2 separate regions of the Mus musculus genome follow, and region 2 is linked to region 1. Evidence: chromatin contacts called from public Hi-C data. All regions are on one chromosome and are shown on one strand. Each heading gives the region's core, a stretch centred on a gene start, on an enhancer-like site or on the middle of the called end of the contact. The rest is flanking DNA. Distances are from core to core; before and after follow the strand shown.

Region 1 (5,141 bases), core at 1,592-4,091:
ACCCATAACTTATCAGTAGGCTCTTCGGGTGGGTTTTGATATCACATATGGCTTATTATCTGTCCAAATTTATAAATCCTACTGGGATGCGTGTTATCTTCTCAGAAGTTTTAGGAGAGAAACAGGCTGGAATGTTTCTTGGCATTAACATCATAGGAGGAATTGAAAGTTGCAGAAACAAAGTCTTGTCCATGTCGCCAGTCATCCACCATCCTCACTGCCTAGGATGAGTGTGAGGTAGCAGAGATACGTTGAGGAATTCATGCTAACCCTGTCATTCCCATCCAAAGAAGGAAACACAGAGACCTTACATGTCATGGTGGTAAATCTCAGAAGGAGTCTCTTTGCTTCTCCACATCGCACATCCTCAAGAAGTGTTCCGTGTTGTTCTGGGTGTTCTCTAGACTTGTATGATCTATAGCATGAAAAGCTACATGCCAGATCTGACTACAAGGGTGAACCAGAACCGTTTTGATTTCTTCTTCTCTGCCTCTCCCACATCATGAAATTCTCCAAGGCACAGGATGGGACTGCACAGATTCTGTGACTTGCCTTCAACTCCTGATGTATAGGCCAAACCCCTGCTTGCAAGCAGTCGAATCCTGCAGAATAGAAGGCTATATCTATTCTGAGGGAGAGCTTTCCTTGATGCCCAGATACATCAAAGTCATGTCTGTTTTTCTTTCCTGGGCAGGTTCATGACCTTCCAGAGTCTCATGTGCCTTTTCTCCAAAATAGGGGTAGGTCATTATTCATCCCCCAGGCTTTCTGGCTCTGGGACCAACATGGAAGGGGGGGTGAGTACCCTCTCCAGAAGAGCATACAAGTATCCTGGGGTGAGGAAATTTCCTCAGTAATGCTGGTCTGACTCAACCATGTAAAGGGGGGCCTAAGACTTAGTATATCCAGAGAGGTTTTGGGTATCCCTCAGGCCCTTAGATCCTCTTGTGTGTTGAGCCTTTGGGGTTTCTAGAAAGTTGATGTTGTTTCCCTTCCTTCTCCTGCTTGGAATTTCCTGGGATTCTGCACACATTCACAATTTATAATTTAACTAATTTTTACATATTTAAAAGCCCAAAGTTTGACAAGGTAAAAACCCAAATCCGGCTATAGAGATGGCTCTGTGGTATCTCATCTCTGTGGTATTCTCACCACTGGGACCCATATAAAAGCAGGGCGCAGCAGTGTACGCCTGTAATTCCAGCATTGCAAAGCAGAGACAGGTGGATTTCAAGGCTCCTCAACCAGTCATATCAAGGCAGTCAGGGAGCCCCAGGCTCAGTGAGAGACCTTGCCTCAAAAATGAGGAAGATAGTGATGGAGGAAGATTCCCAAGACCAATACATAATCTCCTCAGATCTCCTCAGGTGCTCACATGAGCAGGTGCAGCTGTACACACACACACACACACACACACACACACACACACTTTTTCAAGCTCAAATACTTTTCTAATATTTTATGATTTAAGAAATAATAATTTATACAACCCAACTCTGTGGAGGATTCAAATTAGTCCATAAGATTATATAATTGTTTGTTTCCAAATAGTCCATGTTCATTAATTTTTTACTTCAGAGTAAATAACACAATAGTATTGACTAAAACTTTTTCAGGAGGATGGTGTGTAGACTTTGGACCCTCATAAAGGGTTATCATAAAACTTCTTATATATCTCTAGCCTCCTGCCCATTAACACTCTGGTGGGTTCCTAAATTCTTTCAAGGGAAGCAGGAAATAATACCACTGAATAGCTACTGCATTCCAGGCTTCTTGTTAGTAGTTTTCTGTGTATGGTACCATGGCTGGTTTATTGGAGCATTCAGTGGTTAGAGATGCAGTGTTGTGCCCAAGATAGCTTGATCAAAGCAAAGCCAGACAAGCAGTGGAGTTCACGATGCCCCTTACCTCAGCCCAGCACCCTCTGGAGCATGTAGGCTACCCCAGGGATCAGTTGCTCCCGGTGGGCCAGTTATAAGCAGTCTTTCTGTCTATTTCCTTAGTGGAATCTCAGATTGAGATTCTCCAAGCCAGGAAGGTTTACTACATCTAGTACTACATCTTTTTCACTAATGTATTGACTAGCAAACTAACTCCATCCCCCAATACACACACACACAGACACACACACACACAAACACACATACACAGACAGACAGACACACACACAGACATACAGACACACAGACACACAGACACACACAGACACACAGACACACAGACACACACACACACACAGACACACAGACACACACACACATACACACACACCAGTCTGGCATTTGGAATTTATTTTTTAAAGCCAGGTTAAAAAGTGACTGTAGCTAGGCACACAGACCTTGCAGAAATATCATTTGTGTACCCTGACCCTCTCTAGCTCTCAGACACAGGGCAGGTTTTTAACAAGCACAGGGAAGACTGACAACATCTATGAGGCACTCTGAGATGTGCATCCTACCCAGTGCCTATAGATTTAAAGAACCAGGAGGGGTGTGGAGGAGCTCCTGGACCTGGCAGGGGTAGGAACCACGTGGCTGCAGCCCTCACCCCAACCACCCCAACACAACTTACTGATAGGAAGACCGATGGTTCTTGTAAAGTGCCAACACCAGTCCCACGAGGGTGAGTGCTAGCAGCTTCGCCATGGCCTGAGACAGATGGACAGGCTGAGGATGGACAAGTGCAGCAACACTGGTCAGTCCTGAGACCTGCAGCCCAGTGGCTTTGACAACTCTGGATTGGCCGGCCAGAGCCTGTCTGAGGCCCGCCCCCAAGTGCCACAGCTCCAATTTAGCCAGAGTCCTCCAGAGGCACTCTGCTGGCTAGGTGCTTCATTTCCCTCATCTACCCAACCCATCCCCCAATTATAAGGCGAGAAAAGGCAGACATAAACTGGTCTGGAGGGGATTAAGCAAGCAGGAGGAAACAGAGAGCCCTGGGAAAAAATGTGCCAGGAGGGTGAGCCCTTTGCTTTGTGCCAGGAAATAAGTAAATAAACAAACAAAGCAGTTCTAATCCTTGTGGCTCAGAGGGGTTCACCATGATAACAGCCAATTACGAGCACAGAAAAGAGTGCCTAGGTCGGAAGCCCTAAGGTGCAGGCCGTCCTCACCAGGAGGCCCACACAACCGCAGCCTCACAACACCACCATTTCAGAATATCTCCTTCTCCCAGTGCCGCTTCTAAGTTCCAGCTCCCCAAGACATAATATTCCACCATTCAGCATCTCTCTTATGTGACTGAGGTTTATTGAGTGCCAGCTATGTACCAGGCACTGTTCAAGATGCTAAGAGGCATGACAAGTCTCTATGGAGCTTACATCAAGTGAGGGGAGTCAAAGAAATCATCTCTGTGGAGGCCAGTGCGGCTGCGCAGAATGCACGGGGACTTGCTGCCAAGCCTACCAACCTGAACTCCGTGACTAAGACTTGTGTGGTGGAAGGAGGCTTGACTTCCGCTGCTTGTCCTCTGACTTTCTCATGTGCGTGTAAAGATGCTTGCGCGCACATGAGTGTACACACACACACACACACACACACACACACACACACACACACACAAACACACACACACACGAGAGAGAGAGAGAGAGAGAGAGAGAGAGAGAGAGAGAGAAGGAGGAGGAGGAGGAGGTTATTTAAAGAAACATAAAGATGATACTTGTAATGCTGTGAATAGCGATTTGTGTACTAAACATGGGTCACAGAGACAAATAACGCAGGAGAAGTTGGGAGTGATTTCCGGGCTAGTTCAGAGTAGTAGGAGAGGCCCAGTGGAAGGAGGGGTGCACCCAGGGCCTTCAGCGCTCTTCCAGCCTCATCTGGGTACTGCTTGCTTCATCTAACCCCAGTCCCTCCCTTTGCTCTGCATCTCCTTTCCTTTCAAGTCATTTGGTCCCAATTGCACTTTCCCTCCTTTGCAATGTTCTCCTCTTTCCACTTTCTAGAATATTTGTCAGGTGCCAGTGTGCTTTAGTTCTCAGGTAAAGCGGTTGATTTCATAACCTAAGTACTGCCCTATGTTTCTGCTCCCTTGGGAACACTGAGCCTTAAACTTGAGCTTCTGTGTAACAAAGGGCACCACCCTTCAGGAGGGTCCACAGGAAAGGGAGCGACCTTAGGGAAGATGGGCAGTAATTGTTTGCCTTCTTGCCATGTCCACTTGCCATATTATGTGAATGAAGGTGCAAATGAAGCCTTTTGGACCTTCTAGGACAGACCAGGAACCAGCTGCATGAGGTAAGGTCCTGTGGGAGCCAACACTTGGAGCAGAAAAATCTACTTAAGAAAAGAGGGCCACAGCCTCCCGGAGGGGACAGAATTTTAAAGGAAGTGGCCATCTGTGTCCAGTATGATTGTGAGATGGGCATGATTAAAGAGAAGAGGGTGAGTCTGATGTGTGGGTGCTGTGGGAGCTGTGGGAGCTGTGGGAGCTGTGGGTGCTGTGGGGATGCTGTGTATGTTGTGTGTGGTGTGTGTGCTGTGTGTGTGGTGCTTGCTGTGGATGCTGTGGGTGGTGTGGATGCCGTGGTCAATGTGGGTTGTGTGGCTGCTGTCAGTGGTGTGGTTGTTGTGGGTGTAGTGGATGCTGTGGGTGTAGTGGGTGCTATGGGTGGAGTGGGTGCTGTGGGTGCTGTGGATGCTGTGGGTGTAGTGGATGCTGTGGGTGTAGTGGGTGCTATGGGTGGAGTGGGTGGTGTGGGTGCTGTGGATGCTGGGTTTGCTTTGGATGCTGTGGGTTCTGTGGGTGGAGTGGATGCTGTGGGTGGAGTGGGTGCTATGGGTGGAGTGGGTGCTATGGGTGGAGTGGTTGCTGTGGGTGCTGTGGGTGCTGTGGATGCTGGGTTTGCTTTGGATGCGGTGGGTTCTGTGGGTGGTGTGGATGCTGTGGGTGGAGTGGGTGCTATGGGTGGAGTGGTTGCTGTGGGTGCTGTGGATGCTGGGTTTGCTTTGGATGCAGTGGGTTCTGTGGGTGGAGTGGATGCTGTGGGTAGTGTGGGTGCTATGGGTGGTTTAATTAGAGCAAACTCTGCAGTTGAGACAAAGAGACCTAAGTAGGTTACAGTGGATTCAAGACAGAATAGAAAACTAGAGACATTTCCTGTACCATTTGCTTTGCGTGCGAGTGCACGTGTGTGAGTG
Region 2 (5,141 bases), core at 665-3,164, 62 kb after region 1:
GACATACTGAGAAAAGCCATCTAGACGCTGGTCTGTGGATGCTCTGTTGAGACTATACATCGGGGTATTCTGAAAAAGAATCCTGTTTGTGCGGAAGCCACACCAAGAAGTAATAGAGAATAAAATAATTTAGTAGACTCAGGGAAATGATGACCAAGAAATTCTGCTCCCTCTTCTTGGTCCTGCCCTGTACTTACCGAGGCCCTCAATCAGGTGGCAGTTTTGTGGTTCTGTGGCCTTTATTTCTCGAGTTGTACTAACTCGTTCTCTGTAGAAGATAAAAATCAACAGGAAGAAAGCAACATGGAGGTCAAAGCACTCATCCCAAGTAGACACCTGGAACAGGCAGGGAGGTCTTTCAGTCACTTTCCTGATGTGACAATTATGGCACTGCCTTTCATGGAGGCCGTAACAACGCCTCTGGTTTATAGTTACATAATATGTCTCACGTAACCACTGTGCCTACAGAAGCTAACTTCACAGTTATTGCTGAAAGAATAAAGTAGAATTCTATACGAAATATAAGACCCCACTTAATGCTAGGCAGAACCGAACACTATTCTTCATTTAAAGGAACAAAACAGCATTACAAAAAACAAACAAACAGCATTACATCATATTCTTAACTATTACCTAATATGAATCTGTACTTACCCATTTCATATTTTCTTGTTTTCTTTGGACCTCCTTCCTCCAGTAGGGAGAAAAAAATTCCAAATTTCTCTGAGGTCTCCAAGGAGCTGAACTGATAACTTTAGCTCTAACTTCCTCATTTCAACTAAGCTTATGCTGACTTATCTTAGCAAAGGTACCTTATGGACCTGACACTACTAAAGGCATTAGTTAGCCAAAGTGCTTTTCAGCACAGCGCTCTTACCTTGCACTGAAATAGACTTCTAAATACTAGGTAGAAATTAAAATATTAATTGAACTGTATTCAAGAAGACTGAAGGTAGATTTATCTTTTGATCATTTATAAAAATTATCCTTTAGAGGTATGGTTTTAACACTTGGGGGTGAGGGTGGGGAGGCAAGTGTTAGTCTTCCTAGCTGTACCACTCTTAAATTTACTATTTGAAGATTCTGCCATTTGTTGTTTGGGGAGCAGGCGGGACAACGAGCCCTCTCAAGCTGGACTAGAAAGCGTTGCCAACAGACATCAGTGTCTGAACAGATTGCAGCAGCGAACCTCTGAGACTAGTCACTCCTCAGAGAAAGAATAAAAACAACTAGATGACAAGCAGAGGCCTTAGCCCCAAGTAGCAATAAGGGGAGGGAGGAGAAGAACCCACCTTTAAAAAAAAAAATCTTTCAGATCAAACTGAGTTTGCTTGAGACAGTAATTCCGGGAGGGTTTCCCTGCCGGATCTTCTACTTCAAAAAGTCAACTACCCTTCAAGTCAGTTCCTGTCCGCGGGGTTCAGCTCTCTTCCCTGTTTCCTGGCTCATCTTCCAATGTGGCATGGGTTCTGGAACGGCCCGCACTTTCAGTGTCTGAGTCAGCTATAAACACCCAGCTGCTAGTCTGATCCCCTCCCCCAAGTCCAACACTTCCAAATGACTTGGTCTTTCACAAAGGCAATGTAGCAGAAGACCTGGAAAAGGTACCCAACCTTCAGAAATCAAACGTGGGCTTTCCTACCCTGGCAGCCTAGAAAGGCACGCAGCTGTCCCCTTTGCTAGTGAACGAGTCTCAAGGAGAAGGTCACTAAGAACTGAGGTTCCAAAACTGCTCCTTTCCGGAAGGAAACGCTAGGAAGTTGGAAGCAGGAGTTCCCTGATGTGGACTAGAAAGGAAAGAGCTGAAGCCATCTCCATGGAGATGCCCACTCACCTAAAATTCAGCAGCCTTTCCCCTATTAAGGCCAGACAGGCTCCCAGCAAGGTCAGCGCCACAAGCTTCCCCATGGTGTCTGGGTGCCTTAGGCAAAAAGCAGGAAGACTGGTGCCGCTCTGGGGCGCGGACTCAGGGTCCCGCCCACTGATCAGTCCCTTGTGCCCCGCCTGCCTGCACCTCCTGGCAGTTGTGCTGATCCTTTCTAGCAGTCTTGGGAGTTTTGCTCTCTCCTGCGCCAAGGCTCAAAGCCACCTCCACATGGAGGGCTCAAAGCCACTTGTCTACTTGAGTTTCAAGGGGATTTTTGTTCTTCTGATTCAAGTCCACCTTTATTAGCGATGGTTCAAGGCCACTTTAATGTGCAGATTCTAAGGCTGGCTCTCCAGGCAAGCGGTCCAAGAACATATTTCTGCCTAGGCTAAGGTCAGCTAAACTCTGGACCATTCAGGTTTGAACTCACAAGCTGGAATCCTCACGGTGTGGAAAATTTGTTTCTTAAAGTCACAGAACTCAATTAACCTCAGCTTCTCCAGTGGAGTGATGTGAGAGAGCTGCCTGGGAAGCCAGAGTTCATAGACTAAAGCTTCAGAGTTCTGGCAGGCTGCATGTAAGAGGAGAAATTGCTCCATATACACCCTGAAGAAGAAAATCCTGAAAGACGAGCCCTTTGGCTCATCCTTCTCGAGGAACCAGAGCTCTGAACTTTGGCTCAGAACTTCCTGGTGCCTTCATGGTGGTAGACAAGTCCATCTGTCTGGCAATCTGGAAGATGAGCAGAATGTAATAATATTAATAATAATAATGATAATAACATCAACAACAATATATCGTTTTTATGGGAGAGTCTTACTCTTCTGTGAATTTCAGGTCTTTCCAATGAAGAGCAAACTTTCCTTTCAGATAAACAATACTGTTGGAGAGACTGAAGATGGCCAGACACTTGAGTTTAGGGAACATCGCACCTTCAAGGATCATCTCTTTTTAGTTACTAATAGGAGGTAGCAGCAGCAGAATTCAGTTTAAAAAGAGAGCTTTTTTTTGAAATAGGTAGATTTTATAGGACTAAGGTGTAGCGTCCGCTCTTGACCAGCAAGAACAACACGACCACCAGTCCTTCTAACAACAGTTTATTCAGCAAACTTCCGTCTTCATCTCTCTCACTTCAACTTTCTCTCTCATCTTTTTTCCTTCTCTGACCCAGGCCTCTCACTCTTATATACTCTCAGCCCTCATCCACTCACAGCAGGCCACGTCACCTCACCAGGCACGCAGCTTCAGCTAATCAGGGCAGCAGGGGCATGTCTCCACCAAAATGGATTCGCCAGTATCCTGGTGCACCTGCGCAGCTCTCATGATGGTTGTGGCTTATTTTCAGATGTATGAGGAAGTCAGGTGCAAGACATAAGACTTAGCTGCAGTCCCTGGCGCCTTCTTGGGACTGCTGCCACACCCACTCCTCACATTTCCCCCTTTTTTCTTGTTTGGCAGAGAGAATGTCTGTCTTAGATTGCCCCCTGCAGCAATGCCCCTTACCCGTCCTTGGGAGACAAACAGCATTGGTTTGATCCCTGTCTTAGGTTGGTGACATGCCCAGGGAGTCTTATCCGTCACTGACTACTTCTCTATCATGCCAAGTCACACTTGGGGAGATTGTCCTGTTTGCATGCAGCAGGTGCATCAGAAGGCCAGGATGCTGATTAATCTATGGCCCGATTTTGATTGCTGCAAGCAAGCCTCTTGGGTGAAGGTAGAGGTCTGATCCCCAGTGTGCAAGCATAGGGGCCCTACACAAAACCATCCCTTGGGCTCATCACCCAGAGAGGTCTTGGCCAGCTCCTGTGTCGTTTTTCCTGGGGGAAGGGAACTAGGACACTGAACCTTCATGCAATCAGACATGCCTTCCACAGGAAGCCAACAGCAAGCTATCCTCTGTGCAGTGCTTAGCCTCGCAACCCATGGCATAACGCAGCATTATTTCTTTAGAGCGGCAAACCGAATCTGAGGAGATTGTCCCGCCTCCACTGCGGCAAAAGCCTGCACTACCATGGCGAAAGTGCGGGCCTGCACACGCTGCACCCAACACATACACCAAACACACAACACACACACACTATTACAAGCATACATCCCAGGGCTCCCATCAGCCCTGAGGCAAGGGATCTTATAAACAATAAACACAAAAGGAGGCCACATACAAACAGGTGTAGCCTGAAAAGAAACATTCCTTCCTCCAGCAAATTGAAATACAGAAGTTTCAAACACATTAGAACCATTCCAATAAAATTTGCATTATCTCAGGCCCCTCCTGTCACCTGGAGTAAGGGGGAAAGATCAGTGCAACTACCATTCACCCCACATAACAACCATACATAAAAGGGGCACTGCCCAAGGTGGAAGGGAATCAGGAACACTCCTACAAAAAGGAAGGGGGCCCATCTAGGTTGGGAGGGTATAGTGCCAATGCCCTTGGATATACTGGCAGGCCACACCCCTCGAATCCAGGTAGCATTAGCTTTAGTAGATACAGCTGAACACAATTTGAATCATCTGAAAACACAACAATCCCTTTAGCTGAAGCAGCATAGAAAAAAGGCAATTGTAGTGAAGCATTAGATGTAAAGAACTGAGGAAACACTTGAATGCGTCAATGGCATGGGCCTCAGGAACACAGACTAATTCCCCAATGTAGCTCTTCAGTTCTCACTAGTGGGAGCATTCCCAGCCACAGGAACATCCACGTCCTCATAGCTCCGCTTGTTTTGAATTGCTCTGGTCAGTCGTTCTGGGACCCACAGCTGTTGTTGGTTATCCTGGGGAAACACACAAACAGACCCTCTCTCTCAAACCAATTGAGAGCGCTCCTCTCTCACCTGATTCAGTGCCTCATTACCTCTCTGGAGTTCTGTGCCACATCTTTATCTTCTATGCAATTTCTCACTAACTTCCAGACTGGCAAAACCCCTTTTGGTAAAACCCCCTGTTCCTCTGCAAACCTCAAGTCCCAATGGTGCTTGGTGCAACTTGTCCCAAACCCGTGAACCTTAATTTGTCCCAAAAACGGGAGCCTTAACTTGTCCCAGAACCGTGAACCCTAACTTGTCCCCATGGTTTCACTTTTACTTTGTGCCTGCTTCCTGGCAACCTTATATTCACCTCTATTTTATCCGAGGTCTTTCCCAAACTCCTGGGGTCGTAAGTTACACTTACCGAGAACTTACCCTGCTGGCAAACACTGACTGCTGAAAGTTCTGAACTCGTTGGTGGGGGAGTTGGTTCCCTGTACGGGCCACCAATTGTCGCATCT

Evidence for each region. A called contact is a pair of places that touch in the nucleus more often than the background predicts.
Region 2: a contact with region 1 is called in a Hi-C map of liver, with 3 times the contacts expected there. The contact joins the promoter of Pon3 here to the promoter of Pon1 in region 1. A contact is called at or near these places in 2 of 39 promoter capture datasets (liver and macrophages), 7 of 484 Hi-C or Micro-C datasets (embryonic stem cells, liver and nephron progenitors), 3 of 115 datasets of contacts at active chromatin or transcription factors (bone marrow-derived macrophages, hepatocytes and liver) and 1 of 9 other capture datasets (pancreatic islet).

The regions. Positions count from the first base shown.
Region 1 is chr6:5,191,105-5,196,245 of GRCm38.p6, forward strand. Pon1 (paraoxonase 1) reads right to left here and starts at 2,842. Exons shown (of 9, transcript NM_011134.3): 1 at 2,572-2,842. The coding sequence starts at 2,645.
Region 2 is chr6:5,254,319-5,259,459 of GRCm38.p6, forward strand. Pon3 (paraoxonase 3) reads right to left here and starts at 1,915. Exons shown (of 9, transcript NM_173006.2): 1 at 1,835-1,915; 2 at 198-268. The coding sequence starts at 1,908.